Regions from separate parts of the Nomascus leucogenys genome. Here region 1 is linked to region 2. A link is a contact called in public Hi-C data. All regions are on one chromosome and are shown on one strand. The core of a region is the stretch at or near the end of the contact, and the rest is flanking DNA. Distances in the headings are between cores, read along the strand shown.

Region 1 (2,700 bases), core at 190-2,689, 150 kb before region 2:
CTACTCCTGGAAGTTATCACAGGGGAGAAAGGCTCAGAGCCCAACTTAATAAAAAGAGCATCGCATCAATGCTTCCTGGGGCCCACTGGCATCCTCTGTAAGCTGCACATTTCCTCCCCGGCCAGGCCTCTGCTAGCAGCCTCTCTGTGCTAGAGGGAACCTAGGGACAGGGACCGTTCCAGCTGCAGGCAGGTTCCTAGAAAGTCCGGTGGAATGGATATCATTCCTGTACTGTGAGTAATCGGCCCAAACAAAGCCCACTGGTATTTCCGAGTCCATTCCCAGTGCCCAGAGCTGGACCCAGTAGCTCAGCAGCTGCAAGGAGTGGAATGCAGTTCTCTAGCATGCTGCCCTAGATTCAGCCTTGGAGAAAGACTCCTTGCTCCAAGCGGGGAGGGCACTCTGAAGGTCATCTCGTCTATGCTCCTGCCTCTGGGCCCAAACATTGTAAGACATGGGGCTTGGGAGCCCCCTATAACCCAAGTGTGGGGACCAGGGAGCCTGCGTGAGGATTCTAAGGATACAAAGTGCAGTCAGGAAAAGGACGTCCCTTTCTCCGTTGCCTCCTTGAGCTTCCATTAGAAGGAGTTACAGGAGAGGGGGGAAGAAATCAGGAAAAGAAAAGCTGAGCCTCCGTGGTGTCTCTACCCTGACTTCTCTCCTGCTCCTCCTTTGGTCTTGGTGCAGGCCAGCCCTGCCTGCCTCTCATCGCTTTCCTCGCTTCTGGGCCACTAGTCTGTCGCAGCCACCATTTCTGGAAGTTCAGAGATAAAGCTATCCTTATTCTTTCGGAATAGTGGCAGCTGCTTTGTCAGTTCTAGGTGGTAGGGGGTTTCCCTAACTGGGTTGCCGATGAGCCCGGGGCATTCACACTGAGGAGTCAGGTCTTTGGCCTTAGCTCACTGGGTCACCCCAGCGGTTGTCCCAGGGAGGTCTTATTGCCACCTCTTGACAAATGAGGAAGCTGGAGCACAGCAACATGAAATGACTTTTGCTCGAGACCGTTCGCCGGTCCTTCCACTGCCTGGACACACCCCGCCAGGCATCTCAAGGCTGATTTTCAAGGGAACAGAAACTTCCACTGCTGCCTGTGCTTCGCCTGGCTCCCACCCAATATGAAAGAATGGCACACTTGTAGGTCACACGCCCCAGTTAATTGCTCCCTAGCTCCCATGGGAAAAGCCATAAAGTGTCCTTTCCAAAATGGTGACTGTCATTTCCCCTAGCCTAATTTAAGGCAGGCATGAACGTTCCCCAGAGAGTTCACCTGGGCTGTGCTCCTGTGCAGTTGCTGTGCAGAAATGTTTCCTCTGTGTGCATTGCCTGCTGTCATTTCTTAGCTTTTCCAGAGTGTAAGCTGTGGTCCTGGGGGAACAGGACAGTAGGTAGGGTTGGGGATCCAAGGGTCAGTGGCCCTCAAACCTGGTACCCTGTAAACACCCCGGTCATTTTGAATTTACCAGTTCAGGAAAGAAAAGTCCTTGCAAGCACAAAGTTGCCTGTGGTCAGAGGGATGATCTCAAAGTGCTCTTAGTTCCTGGGCCAGCAGCCAGCTGCCTGGGATGGTCAGAAGGTGAAATTTGAATGCTGGTGAATGGGAGAGCGGAAGTTCAGCAAGGCTGAGTTAAGCCCATTCATGAAAAAGATCTAGTCTCACTTCCTTATTGCCAGGAGTTGTGTGTGAAGAGTGTGTGTGTGCGCACGCGCATGCACGTGAGCTTGATTACTTTCTGCCTCACTTCTTCCTCCACCCCTACTCTTTTCTTTTTTTTTCTCTCTCTCAAAATCTTAAGTTCATCTTCAGGAAACTGCCCAAGAATGTGTAGCCAGTCTGTGGTTTGCTGAAAAAAAGAAAGAAAAAGAAAGAGACAGATTCATACAAAAGCAATTCTCTCTCTTTCACCCTCTCTCTCTCTGTTTCTCTCTCTCACACACACACACACACACACTCACACACACACACACTTTCCAGGTTGTGCTGCATGCACCTCTCCAGCTGTTCTCCCATCCAGTCCTGTCTGGCTTAGGGAGGTGAAGTCATCTCTGGGTGGGAGATCATCCCGGTCAAAGGCGGGGTGGGGGAGCCGTCAAGGCTGAGCCACAGGGAAAAAATTCACTGTTATCCAGTTAGCTCCCACCTCAGTGGACCACATGGTGCCTCTGGCAGGCTGTGCCTATGGCTAGTGGTGTGATTCCCAAGTTACTAGAAGCCTGCTGTGTGGCAGGTACCCGCCCCTGTTATCTGTGAGATGGAGGTGATCATGATATGGGCTCCTCATGGGTTGTTGCAGCGATGAAGGGGATGCACACAAGGTCACAGGTGATCTTGCTGAACACCTCCAGGGCAGGGGGCTCACCACCTCCAGGGCAGCCTGTTCCATTTTCAGCAACACAGCAAAGAAGCCACCAACCCTGCTGGGCTTTACAAGTCTTGGGAGGAATCGAGGCACTTCCTTTGCCTTTAGAAATAGAAACCGAGATGCTGACCAACAAAAAGTACGCACCCAGTGCAGTTTGACCTACCCAGATTCACAGGGGCCTCACGGACGTGTGCCTGAGAAAGAAGACGTAACTCAGGGAAGGATACGACACCAAAGCCCTCGAAATGATTAACTGGAGCAGGTGATTTTGAGCCCTCAGTACTTTCAGTTGTTACTCTCAGACTCTGACAAAGAAGTGCTTACTGGGCACCCACAATGA
Region 2 (2,700 bases), core at 45-2,544:
GCCTGGCCAGCACATCAGGGCGCTGGTCTCTCCCCTTCCTCCTGGAGTGAAATACACCAAAGGGCGGGGTGGGGGTGGGGGGTGACAGGAGGAAGGAGGTGAAGAAACGCCACCAGATCATATCTCCTGTAAAGACAGCCTTGACTCAAGGATGCGTTAGAGCACGTGTCAGGGCCGACCGTGCTGGCGGCGACTTCACCGCAGTCGGCTCCCAGGGAGAAAGCCTGGCGAGTGAGGCGCGAAACCGGAGGGGTCGGCGAGGATGCGGGCGAAGGACCGAGGGTGGAGGCCTCATGCCTCCGGGGAAAGGAAGGGGTGGTGGTGTTTGTGCAGGGGGAGCGATGGGGAGCCAGACCTAATCCCTCACTCGCCCCCTCCCCCTCCCGGGCCATTTCCTAGAAAGCTGTATCGGTGTGGCCACGCTCAGCGCAGACACCTCGGGCGGCTTGTCAACAGATGCAGGGGCGAGGAAGCGGGTTTTTCCTGCGTGGCCGCTGGCCGCGGAGGAACCGCTGGGAGCCCTGCCCCCGGCCTGCGGCGGCCCTAGACGCTGCACCGCGTCGCCCCACGGCGCCCGAAGAGCCCCCAGAAACACGATGGTTTCTGCTCGAGGATCACATTTTGTCCCTCCAGAGAAGCATCCCCCTTCCTTCCTAACACCCACCCCTCCCTCCCTCTTCTTCCTCTGCACACACTCTGCAGGGGGGCAGAAGGGACGTTGTTCTGGTCCCTTTAATCGGGGCTTTTGAAACAGCTTCGAAGTTATCAGGATCACAAACTTCAGGGACATGACCTTTATCTCCGGGTATGCGAGGTTGCTATTTTCTAAAATCACCCCCTCCCTTATTTTTCACTTAAGCGATCTATTTCTAAATTGTCTGAGGTCACCCCATCTTCAAATAATCTACCCTACATTCCTGGATCTTAAATACAAGGGCAGGAGAATTAGGATCCGTTTTGAAGAAGCCAAAGTTGAAGGGTCGTATTTTGGCTTGCTACACCTACAGAATGAGTGAAATTAGAGGGCAGAAATAGGAATCGGTAGTTTTTTGTGGGTTGCCCTGTCCGGGGCCCCTGGCATGCAGGGCTGGATGGAGGGAGAGGGGTGGGGGGTGGCGGGGGACCGCGTTTGAAGTTAGGTCGGGCCAGCTGCTGTTCTCCTTAATAACGAGAGGGGAAAAGGAGGGAGGGAGGGAGAGATTGAAAGGAGGAGGGGAGGACCGGGAGGGGAGGGAAGGGGAGGAGGAACCAGAGCGGGGAGCGCGGGGAGAGGGAGGAGAGCTAACTGCCCAGCCAGCTTGCGTCACCGCCTCAGAGCGGAGAAGAGCGAGCAGGGGAGAGCGAGACCAGTTTGAAGGGGAGGACCGGTGCGAGTGAGGCAGCCCCGAGGCTCTGCTCGCCCACCACCCAGTCCTCGCCTCTCTTCTGCTCCACCTTCTCTCTCTGCCCTCACCTCTCCCCCGAAAACCCCCTATTTAGCCAAAGGAAGGAGGTAAGGGGAACACTTTCCCCTCCCCTTCCAAAAAACAAAACCAGAAAAACACTTTTCCAGACCGGAGAGAGCAGGAGAGAAGAGGGGTCGCCGGGCTCGCCATGGAGCTGCTGTGCTGCGAGGTGGACCCGGTCCGCAGGGCCGTGCGGGACCGCAACCTGCTCCAAGACGACCGCGTCCTGCAGAACCTGCTCACCATCGAGGAGCGCTACCTTCCGCAGTGCTCTTACTTCAAGTGCGTGCAGAAAGACATCCAACCCTACATGCGCAGAATGGTGGCCACCTGGATGCTGGAGGTAGGTCGGGGGGCGGCGCTCGCTAGGAGCCAGGACCCCTCCGGATTCTCGGGTCCCCGGCTGGAGCCCTAAACCTGGGAGAGGGCAGTCCCCGCGCCGGCTCCCAGCTCCTGTGCGGGAGGTTACCGCGCGCCTTTGGGCGAGACGCGTGGCTTCATTTCTGTTCCTCTCCAGATAAACTGGGGGGGGAGAGGGGGGAGGAAAATCTGGGAGAAGCGAGGCTGTCCCGGGCGGGGGTGGGGGAGCATCCCGCGCGCGTGTGCCTGCATGTGGCTGCCTCTTCTTCCCACCCGCCTCGCGACCTGTCTTTTGCGAAGCCGCCGCGGCTGCTTGCGCTGCGGCCAGGAAGGGAGCCGGGGCCTGAAATAGGGACCCCGAGCAGAAAGGCAGCCCCCGCAAAAGGCCAGAGCAAATTCGTCTTGGCCTCAGGTCCCCGCATGTGGTCGCGACTCCGCGCTGGCACTTCAGGGGGGAGGTGGAGGGAGGAGGGAGAAGGAGAGAAACAGGGAATTCAGGAGCCCCGGAAGTCCCATTGAAGAAACGTGTGTTTCAGGGGAACCCAAAAGAACCACTTCTTGCCCCTCACTCCAAGTCTTTGCCCAGCGAGCCGTGTGCCCACGTATGCACAGCTCTGGACCTGCCGTGGTTTCGCCATGTTGCTTTGCAAACTCCCTTTGGAAAGGCTGGGAAACGTCGCCCGCTTTACCCTTGCACCCCATTAGCCCGGCCACCCCACTTTTAATCGTGCCCTCTCCCCCACCCCCCACCTCACGAAGATTACTTACAGTTTGGTTTTCCAGCTTCCTCGGTGCGGAGATTTGGGTGGGGTAAGAAGGGGGGGAGGGGGTGTGTGTAGGGGGGATAGCGGGTCACCCCTAAAGGAGAGGTTGGAGCCCCCCGTGCCTGTTTCCA

The links. Hi-C and Micro-C count contacts between places; a contact is called where the count stands out from the background.
Region 1: a contact with region 2 is called in a Hi-C map of a lymphoblastoid cell line, with 6 times the contacts expected there. The contact joins the enhancer-like site here to the promoter of CCND2 in region 2. A contact is called at or near these places in 3 of 4 Hi-C or Micro-C datasets (a lymphoblastoid cell line and an unstated tissue).

What each region holds. Positions count from the first base shown.
Region 1 is chr23:28,549,545-28,552,244 of Asia_NLE_v1, reverse strand. It overlaps the pseudogene LOC105738858. Among named protein-coding and RNA genes, the nearest start is that of CCND2, 150 kb to the right of the region's middle. Within about 2 kb of position 1,439, the one cell type or tissue checked has an H3K27ac peak away from gene starts, as active enhancers do. A contact at or near this core is called in a lymphoblastoid cell line, where this site is marked.
Region 2 is chr23:28,402,921-28,405,620 of Asia_NLE_v1, reverse strand. CCND2 (G1/S-specific cyclin-D2) reads left to right here and starts at 1,294. Exons shown (of 5, transcript XM_030804440.1): 1 at 1,294-1,788. The coding sequence starts at 1,594. All of the region lies in intron 1 of LOC115832878 (a long non-coding RNA gene), which reads right to left.